Linked DNA regions of Mus musculus: regions 2 and 3 are each linked to region 1. Evidence: chromatin contacts called from public HiChIP or PLAC-seq and promoter capture Hi-C data. All regions are on one chromosome and are shown on one strand. Each heading gives the region's core, a stretch centred on a gene start, on an enhancer-like site or on the middle of the called end of the contact. The rest is flanking DNA. Distances are from core to core; before and after follow the strand shown.

Region 1 (3,237 bases), core at 206-2,705:
CACTTTCTGTAGCAAATCTGACTTCTGGAGCCAGATCTAATTGCTGCCACTTGTGGTAGCTGGCGACCTTGAGCAAGCCAGGTACTTATCCTGGGTCTCAGTCTATTATCTATAATACAAAGCTGAACTGTCCTGTCAGCTCCAAGCTGTTATAACGAAATTTGAGATTAATTTTTTTTAAGACAGAAAGGGTGTGAGGGTTTATTTAGTCCTTTCTGAGCTGATCACAGTCAACCTCTATGATCTGACTTCAAAGCAGGTCACTCCTAAACAACTTACCAAACTTGATAATTCCTAACCAGAAACCTTCCCTCTTTCAAAGGCATCGCCTCTATTTGAGAACTAACAGGAAGCAATACCTTAGCTGTTAGAAAGTGACCCAAAAAGTTGCAAACTAGATATAACAATTGCATGTCCAATATACCACTGTTTTGTTTTGTTTCAAATTCTCTTTTAATTTTTATAACACCAGTATACCAGGTCAAACGATGTTAGGTGTAAAAAGAAACCTTAAAACTTTCCATTCTTGCCAAGCTGTGGTGGCGCACGCCTTTATTCCCAGCACTTGGGAGGCAGAGGCTGGCGGATTTCTGAGTTCGAGGCCAGCCTGGTCTACAGAGTGAGTTCCAGGACAGCCAGGGCTACACAGAGAAACCCTGTCTCGAAAGACCAATAAATAAATAAATGTATCAAACAAGTGTTTGGCCCCTCGAAAAAGAAGAATATATGTTCAGAACCCTGCCTAACTTTTAACACCCTAGTAAGGCTGGTAGTGTACCATTCTACAATAGAAAACCGAGACCCTAAGTGACTATAGGTTGCCTACGAGCCAAGTGTGGGGCAGTCTGATTCAGATCTGTGCATTCACACAAGTTGGCTCTGGGCTCCCTCCTCTACTTATAAAAGTATTCTCCATTGTCCCACATTATTGTCTAATAACCACCCTCGGGAGTGTAAAGTTTTTATTCAGGGATGAACAAGTGGATGAAGACACGGTCCTCCGCAGCTCGAACCACTACGATCACTGCGATCACTCACAAGCAACCCCAGGGTTCCTGGCTGAGCTCACCGTGTACCTCCTTGCCGGTGGGCCCGAGCCGACGGTGGGGCCTGGCGGCACGCCTCAACCGCCCGGCGGGAATCTTGCAACGCAGTTCGTCGCGAGGCTCGACGTCCTGCTGCCACAGGACCTGGAGGTAGCGCAGCGAGGACTGGGCCCTGCCCACCGACCGGCCCGGGAGGCCGGCGCCGCTGCCCAGCGAAACGCCGAAGTCCGCGAAAGACACCAGGCCTCCGGCTTCCGCCAAAGGCTCCGGCGCCACCGCGCACTCGCCGTCCGAGCTCGAGCGGCCGGATCGCGACTCGTCGTCCGCGCCCCCGCCGGTGGCTGCCATGGCAACGGCTAGGCGCGGGCCTGGCAGCGCCAGCCTCGCTCCGAACCGACCAACGGACCCGCTTCCCTCCAGGAGAAGCCTCGCTGTCAGCGAACGGACGGGCGGGGCCTGCAACCACAGCAACAGAGTGCGGGCGGGTCGGACCGCGCCAGAGCAACGGACCAATCAGAGTTCGCACAGCCTTCACAGCACAGCCAATCAGGTAAGGAAGGCAGACTACAAGGCGAACACTGGTTTTCGGTAGTATGACTGGCGGACAAAAGAGCCAATCACAAATTAGAGTTGCTTTTGCACTAAGCGGTGTTACTACCAGAGCCAATAAAATAGCTGCGTTCAGGACACTCCTTTCTTCCTTTTCTTCCTGTGATAGCTCCGGAAAGACGAATGGCAAATGCTTTAGCCAATCAAGGTAAGAAGGTCTCCAGCCAATCGGAAAGGAAAGTGAAAAAACCAGAACTACTCTCGTGTAGGTGTGTTTTGAGTCAATGAACTCAAAAAAAAAAAAAAAAAAAAAAAAAAAAAAAAATCCAAACACACTATGATTTGGAGATACCATCACGAAATAGGCGCTAATATCTTCTAACGTAATAGATTTTCCTTTGTCGCGTTCTCTTGCCCTCTCCGGAATCGCTGCTTTACCCAAAAAATTATATTCTATGTAATTATACAAGAGTAACCCTGCAGTAGGCAGATTAACGAAGAGCAATTCCTCAGCCCTGAAAGTCCTACGGATCACTGGCCTGAACTTGACCCAAGGGAGGTACAAGTACACACACACAGCGCATGCAAGTCATTTATACTCTATCAGCTGGTAAATAAAATAGAAAACACTTAGAGAGCAAATAAATACCTGTAACACTACCTTGTGCTAATTAAAGGCCTTGGGTTATAGTCCTGTTCTGCCTACCCCAAGTTTGTGATTTGAGGGCACCTTCTTGGAGTTGGTCTTCTGACCTCAAAGGGTTGGTTTCTCCGTGTAGCCCTGGCTGTACTGAAACTGATTGTGTAGTCCATTAGGTCCCCAGACTCAGAGGTTCACCTGCCTCTGCCTCCTGAGGGCAAGGATTACAGATAGATGGATGGATGGATGGATGGATGGATGGGTGGATTACAGATGGATGGATGGGTAGATACTTCTTTACCTTTTTGTTTGTTTGGGGTTGGTTTTTTTGTTTTGTTTTGTTTTGTTTTGTTTTCTGAAACAGGGTTTCTAAGTGCAGCCTGGCTGAGCCAAAATTTACTCTGTGGACCAGGCTAGCTTCCAACTTACAGAGATCCAACCGCCTCTGCTTCCTTAAAAAATATTTTTTGTTTGTTGTTTGTTTGTTTTGAGACAAGATTTCTCTGCATAGCCCTGGCTGTCCTGGAACTCATGCTGTAGACCAGTCTGGCCTCGAACTCAGAAATCCACCTGCCTCTGCCTCCCAAGTGCCGGGATTGAAGGCGTGAGTCACCATGTCCAGCCTAAAAATATTTTTAATTGAAAAAAATTTTCATACAATAGATTTTGGTCATGCTTTCCTCTTCTCCAACTCCTCTAAGACCCTCCACACCTCCTTACCCACCCACCTTCATGCCCTTCCTTCTCTCATAAAAAACAAAACAAAACAAAACAAACACACATAACAACAAGAACAACAACTCCACAAAATGGCAAAGGACCAATGATACAAAAAATGGCCAAACAACGCAATATAAAACAAAAGTTTGCAAAAACAAAGTTGAGTTCATTTTCTGTTTGTCAACCACTCCTGGGTATAGGGCCCACATGGAAGTATAGTTTATCTATTCCTGAGACATCATTGAAGAACCCAGCCTTTGTGAGTTCATTTGTGTATCAGTC
Region 2 (3,176 bases), core at 421-2,920, 680 kb after region 1:
GTAAGGCAGGAGGTGGAGCTGTTGTGTGGTCTTGCAGTCAGTCTAGCCTATAGAACAGTTACAGTCACCACATGGGGTGGAGTGAAACTGATAAGAAGACCAAGGTGAAAACAACAAGTGAAGATAAACAAATCTTTCAGGCACGGGACCCAGCTTCAAATCTCAGAATATCAACCCAGGAATCTCACCGAGCCTGGGCTAGCAGGATTACAAAACTTTAGATCCCAAACCCATCCAAAATGAGTTCCTGGTACTTGTGACTTAGTATTGTTTCTGCTATTCCTGGTGGATAGTGACCTCGCATGGTGGGAAACACCCAAACCCAGACCACAGAAACCAGAAGGTCAGGTTCATCCAGCTAGAAAGACAAGTAGCCTCCTGTCTGGGCTAACTGGCATCTTCCCAGGTGGGATGCCCATCTGGCATCTCTCACTCTCTTCGACTGGTGTTGGTAAAGGGACCAAGTGGTAGTAGCCAAAGCAGGAAGTTGCCTTGGTCCTGGGTTGTATTCCAGTCCTTATAAGGTAGTTCCCCCCATGACTGCCACCCCCACCTGACAGCTCCAGATGCCCATATGCTCCACCTCTTAACCCCTGCCCCGCTGTAGCACATGAAGCCTTTGCCAGGGGGGAAAAGAGTGTAACATGTTTATACAGTGCCCACGCCGCTGTTGCAAGAATCTAAACGTTCTGAGTAGGTGGAGAGGTGGGGCACCGAACACTGCCCCGTGTGCCACCTCCCAGCACTCCCAGAGCGGTGTGGACCTTATCTTTATCTTTCATATTCATCCTGTTGTCACAAAATAGTTTGCCACAGCGGCCATCCAGATTACACAAGATGACAAAGGTCTACCGTGGGGAGCCGCTGAGATAGACACTCCTCCATCCCGCCATTAGTTACAAAACCCTCAAATAAAACATACTTTCCTACTGCAGAGCCTTGGTCCCGAAGATTCCCCTATCCTGGGGAATATTATACGTGACATTTCCACTCCATTTCCCCTGGGACACAAAAAAGTGCTCCAGGCGCTCACCCTCTGTCCTGGCTCTAAGTCACACCCCGGAGCGCGCTGGCTTTGTTTTGTTTTGGTTGGGTTTGGCTGTTTTGGAACTGAGCTAAAAGGGCCCTCCCCCGTACCCCATAACTGTGACAGGCAGCGGTGGCGCAGGCTGAGAACTTCCAGTGCCAGGACTCGGCCTGTGGCACAGCCCTGGTCCGGTTTGGGGCGGCTGGGTCTTGGCTGCCCTCCTCCCCGGAGGCTGCTGGGGAAGTCCCGCCTGGGGACAGCGCCCTCCCCGTGACCGCGATGCGTCAGGGCGCCGGCCCGCGAGTGTCCCGGGGCGTGCGTCGCGCAGGGGCTGGAGTGGCCCGGCCTGGCCGGACAGGGAGGCGCAGGCCCGCGCTTTGGCCGGACGGCGACCCGGGTCAGGCGGGCGCGGGGCCGTGGGGAGGCGGGCCCAATCCCTTCTTTACCTTGCGTGGTTCTTCCCGCGTCGGAGTCCCCCGGGCGGCGCCGCGCACTGGGCCGGGCCGGGCCCGGGGCTGGGGCTGAAACGCGCGCGGAGCGGAGACGCGGGACGGCGCGGGGTCGGTGAGCGGACAATGCGGCCGGCAGAGGACCGCGCTGCGCGAGTGGGGCAGGGCGGTGCGCGCGTGGCCGAGTGTGTATGTGTGCGCCTGTCAATCAACGCTGACAGCCCACAAGTCATTGGCCGGGCCCAGCCGGCCCGCCCCGCCCTCTGCCGCCGCCCATTGGTTGATTTGAACACAAAGGCTCCGGCTCGGCCCGCCCTCCGCGTGGGCCCTGTAGTCCGCGCGTGGGAGGCGGGGGCGAGTACGACCTCCAGGCTGTGGGACCCGAGCGTTCCCTCGCGCATCCGTGCCCACGCGCGCGCGGCGCCGGAGCTCTAAAGGCTTTAGGTGCGGGAGCACACAGGGTGTCATGAAATTGGCCCCAGGATAGGGTCCTGACGCGGCCCCGCGCGGGTGGTTTGGACGCTTACCAGCGTCAGCCGTGTCTGCCCATTTTAAAGACGAGGGAAACAGGTCCGTGGAAGTTTTTTTTGTTTCTTATAAAGAACCCACCCAGAGGGGAAGTTGAGTCTAGAAGATTAATACTATTTAATTTTAAGGTTGAATTTTAAATTCCAAGGTGGGCAGGATACCCATCTTCCCGCACCACCTATTTTTGTTGTTGTTTTTGTTTTTCCAAGACAGGATTTTACTGTCACGGAGATCCACCTACCCCTCTGCCTCCCAGGTGCTGAGATAAGAGTGCACCACCATGTCCAGTCAGAAACCCCAAGTTTGACAGCAGCTTTTCTGTTTTAAAGAAGGCTCCATCCACAGCTGGTTGCAAGAGAAGGTAGGGCTGGCAACACGGTTCTCCTACTTTCCTCCCCCTGGGATGAGTTCCTGACTCCACGGACCTGTCCCCTCCCACCACCACCCCATCTCTCTCTCTCTCTCTCTCTCTCTCTCAAACACACACACACCCCGCCCCCAGAAGATAAAGGAGTGCGACTGGGGATAAACCACTTCTGTTCAATATCTTCTAAGGATGATGAGATCCGGTGTCCTTCACTTTAAAATGCCAAGGGGGTGGGGGGAACTGGGACAAGAAAGACAGTGGTGGTTCACGCCTTTAATCCCAGCACTGGGGAGGCAGAGGCAGGCAGATTTCTGAGTTTGAGGCCAGCCTGGTCTACAGAGTGAGTTCCAGGACAGCCAGGGCTATACAGAGAAAGCCTGTCTCGAAAAGAAAAAAAAAAAAAAAAAAAAAAGCTGGTATCCAAAGGCAGTAGGAAACTGAGGAAATACACACACCCTCATTTTGGATTGGTTCCACTGCCAAATAAAACCAGATCCCCTTTCTAGACCTCCATTGTCCCATCTGGAAATGAGATGCTGTCTACCCTTACAGTATCTTTGGACAATTATGCTAACTATCTTCTTCTTCTTCTCCTTTTCCTTCTTCTTTTTTTAACTTTATTTTATTTAATTTATTTTTATTAGATAAGATTACAGAGGGGAACAACCTTGACCTCAAGAGTAGGGCCACATTCAGACTTTATGGTCCTCCATTTTTAAATTTATTTATTTATTTTTGCCGCGGGTAGTGCCTTCCCCATCTTATAGCTCTGAGGTGGAGCACACGCACAGACAGCCCACATGAG
Region 3 (3,511 bases), core at 810-3,309, 770 kb after region 1:
GTCTTCCAGCTGCTCTGCCCACTCCCTCCCCACCATCAAGCATCAGGGTTAAGGTTGCTGAGTTAATCCCCGAAGATGCACCGTGGCTAGAGGCGGGGGAGTAGGGGTACGCGACAATAGGATTCCAGAAACCAAGGGGTTTTTTTTGCCACATTTGCATTTGGTCCAAGGCTAATTCTTTACACCCAGTCTTTTGGCTGGCGGAGGGGGCCAAGACAGCGCAGGGGGCCAAGACAGCGGGGTCTGGTCCACCCTTCCCCCACTGAGCTTGGAGCTCTTTGGACAAATTGGAGATTAAGAGGTTCTGCATCTTGCAGTCTCTTCTCCAAGGAGCTCTTCCCGTGTTGTGCTGGTGCCAAATTTGGTGAGAAGACCTGGGGCATCGTTAGTTCTTTAGGGAAACTACGGAGGCAGACACTGACCGCCTTGCATTAAGTGGCCATCAGGGATCGTCTTGCTCTCCTCTTCCCAGGCTCTGTTCTTCCTCATCAAAAACAAAACAAAACAAAACAAAACAAAAACAAAAACACCCCTAACTCTCCAAGATGGCTTCCCATGAAGTTCTTCGCTCTCTTGCCAAACAGGCTATGTTCACCATGCCCCACCCCATCTTCATTGGAACCTCCAGAAATATCAGGATTAGGGGTAGACAGGCTCAGGACCCGAAAGCTGGTAGTCCAGTGTGAATGATCAAATTCAGGTTGAAGTAATTTAAGGTCAAATTCAAGCCGGGCCCCCAAGTGCTATGGGAGAAGGTACAGAATACACTCCAAAGGAGGTGGGCAGTTATAGGGCATGGGAGGCCAGTGTTTTGCCAGGAGGTAAGCCTATCTATACTCAACAGCTCCAAGACTCTAAATCACAAAACAGGCCAGTGTGTTCAAGGCTGGAGGAGATGAAGGGTCTCACTAGCGAAAAGAACTTCCCAGTCACCTCCTCCCCTGAGTATGCCCCACCTGCTTCACTCACCCGCTTCCTGGAGCACAGTCGATCCCCCACCCCCAGTTCCTGGTTTCATCCCTGATTACCCCACTCCCAGGCCCCTCTGGCTGGGCTGGCTACGGCCCGCTGCCAGGGACTTGTCAGGGACTCACAACCACCCCCTGCCCAGCTGGGGCCCCTCTGGAAAAGCCTGCCCGCCTAGGCAGCGGCGGATCTGTCCCTCCCTTGCAGGCCGGCCCTGTGCTGCGCCCTGGCTGGGGGCCCGAGCGGGGGCTGCTGGGGCTGGGCCAGGTTACCTTTAGGAGGAAAGTTTTGGGTTTAGGTCCCCTCTTCTTGGGCCCATACAGCTCACGTTCCCTTTCCCTGTAGTCAAGAAACGCCAAAGATGAAAAAGGGTCCCTTCCTGGGCCCCACTCCCCGACCCTGCCCGCCTTTCCCGCTTCCCTGCGCGGCGCCCCACCGCGCCTGCCAGCTTCTCCAACTCACTTCTGCTCGAAGGCTGCGATGAGCCTCGAATCCAGAATGTTCTCCTCTGGCTCCCAAGTGCTGTACCTGCCGAGTCACGCGTACAGAAGAGCAAAATGAAAACCCAAGGGGCAGGGGCACACCGCGAGGGCTCAAGCACGCACCCCCTATCCAAGGCCCAGGTGTCTTCTTGCCGCCTCCCCAGTCCCCATGCCAACGACCCACGACACTCACTTGATCGCCCACCCTTTCCATTTCACCAGGTACTCGATGCGTCCCTGAAAAACAGAAAGGAAAAAAAAAAAAATAGGGGGTGGGGGTGGGGAAGATGCAGGGACGCGAGGAGGCGGCGGCGCGGGGGTGGCTGAGGGAACCCGGCTAGCCGGACCACTGCACCCCGAGGGCCCCGCGGGCTCCGACACCACCGCGGGGAACACAGGGCTGTCCCGGCCGAGGGCTCACCTTGCGGATCCGGCGTTTAATGATGGATTCGGCCGCGAAGACCCGCTCGCCTACTGCAGACAGCTCCATCTTGCTCAGCGGCACCCACAGCCCATAATACTCCCTGCTCCCGCGGCCGGTGCTGCACCGCTCGCGCACGCGCCCCAGCGCTCAGGCCCCCGGCGGGCGGGCGCTCGGCGGGGCGCGCGCTCGCGTTCCAGCTGCGGGCCGTCACGTGATGCTCCGGGCCTGAGCGCCGTTGCCAGGGCCTCCCCCTCCCCCGGGGCGGTTGCTAGGGAAAATGAGCGCTCGCGGGGCGGGGGCGCGCGAAGGCTCTTAAAGGGGCCTGTCCTCTCCCCCGCAGTCCTGGCGGGAGACCGATGGATGCTTGGCTGCTGCCAAGCCGAGTGAGGTGCAGTGCAATCCTACATTGTCCCACTTCATCCTGCAGGCCCAGGATCCCTGCCACCTCCTACCCTCCTTGTAACTCCTCATGCCAGAATTGCCAGGCCCTCGACAGAGAGATGCGATAGGCCCAGGAGTCTCTAGGCGCTGTGCATCCTCCTGCAGACGTTTGCAAACAGTTAAATATGATACAGCAGAAATGCATTCACTGCAGCTTTGCCAGGCCTTGTGGGGATTTCTTTAACACATCACCCCATCCATTATTTATGTATTCGTGGGAGTGTGGTTTTGTAACCGGTTCAGATAAGTTAAAACAAAAACGCCACAGCAGGAAGGGGGCGGCGGGGGGGGGGGGGTGACTGCAGAGGTGACCCAGGCCTGCGACCATGGTCTCAACACCTACAAGTAGACCTTGGCGAGTGTGTTTATAAACCAAAGAGAGAGAGGTCTCAAAAGAGAACCGCAGGGCATCCCAGATTGAGTCCAAAGCAGTCTTTCTTTGGGTCACTCAGCAGAACCCGCCTTCATGGTCAAATCTGTATTGGGATTTTCAGGCCGCAGGCCACAGCATAATTCTACAAACCACAGCTGCAGGAATGACTCCGCCATTGCTCCTGGGAGGCGCAAGTGGGATCTGGAACTTTCCCTCTTGGATGTAGCCCACCTCGCTGGAAACACACATTGAAAAATTATTTAATCGGAGTTTCCATTAGGCCAGTGGTCTTGTTCTTTGCAAAAAGAAAAAAAAATTAACCACATATAAATAAGGAAACGAAAGGGAAGGAGCAATTCATAACCTGTATTAAGTCATTGGGGTCCTCTAGCCCAGTTCTTTCCCTAAACTCGGGCCTGCATGAATATGCATAGATACATCACCTACTTGGAGAACACAGGCACACATGTTCTATCTATTTAAATGTTTAAGCACTATAGGGTTGTACTATTCACACTGGAGATGCTATCCTCCCTTAATGATATTGATTGGACATTAACACTGATTTTGCTCTGTTCACCTGTTGTCTAGGGCTGGGCTGGAGGAGGGGTGGGGATTTGTAAGGGTCAGGATTATCTTTTGATTTCATGATTGGCTTATTAGAATGGGGTGGGGGCACAGGGTTGTACAAGTCTCCCCGCGATTGCACCATTTCTTGAAGGTGCAAATTCACTGATGAAAATCTCAGCTTTCCATCCCTGCACGCCTGCAGATATGTATAGAAAGTACATTGACTGAAATCCTTCTGCTCCCCCTCAAAGTCTT

What was found. Promoter capture Hi-C pulls out the DNA fragments that hold promoters and counts their contacts. HiChIP or PLAC-seq counts read pairs in DNA pulled down with a chosen protein or histone mark.
Region 2: a contact with region 1 is called in a promoter capture Hi-C map of liver, with 4 times the contacts expected there. The contact joins the promoter of Sun2 here to the promoter of Ankrd54 in region 1. A contact is called at or near these places in 3 of 39 promoter capture datasets (liver and pre-B cells) and 1 of 115 datasets of contacts at active chromatin or transcription factors (memory CD8 T cells).
Region 3: a FOXA1 HiChIP or PLAC-seq map of pancreatic cancer cells shows a contact between it and region 1. The contact joins the promoter of Cbx6 here to the promoter of Ankrd54 in region 1.

What each region holds. Positions count from the first base shown.
Region 1 is chr15:79,061,404-79,064,640 of GRCm38.p6, forward strand. It overlaps Ankrd54 (ankyrin repeat domain 54), which reads right to left and starts at 1,456. Exons shown (of 8, transcript NM_144849.1): 1 at 1,070-1,456. The coding sequence starts at 1,394.
Region 2 is chr15:79,740,866-79,744,041 of GRCm38.p6, forward strand. It overlaps Sun2 (Sad1 and UNC84 domain containing 2), which reads right to left and starts at 1,671. Exons shown (of 18, transcript NM_001205345.1): 1 at 1,474-1,671. Gm16576 (predicted gene 16576) reads left to right here and starts at 1,833. Exons shown (of 4, transcript NR_045069.1): 1 at 1,833-2,046; 2 at 2,218-2,365.
Region 3 is chr15:79,832,274-79,835,784 of GRCm38.p6, forward strand. It overlaps Cbx6 (chromobox 6), which reads right to left and starts at 2,060. Exons shown (of 5, transcript NM_028763.3): 1 at 1,870-2,060; 2 at 1,642-1,685; 3 at 1,429-1,494; 4 at 1,239-1,305. The coding sequence starts at 1,938. It overlaps Npcd (neuronal pentraxin chromo domain), which reads right to left and starts at 2,060. Exons shown (of 9, transcript NM_001013362.2): 1 at 1,870-2,060; 2 at 1,642-1,685; 3 at 1,429-1,494; 4 at 1,239-1,305. The coding sequence starts at 1,938.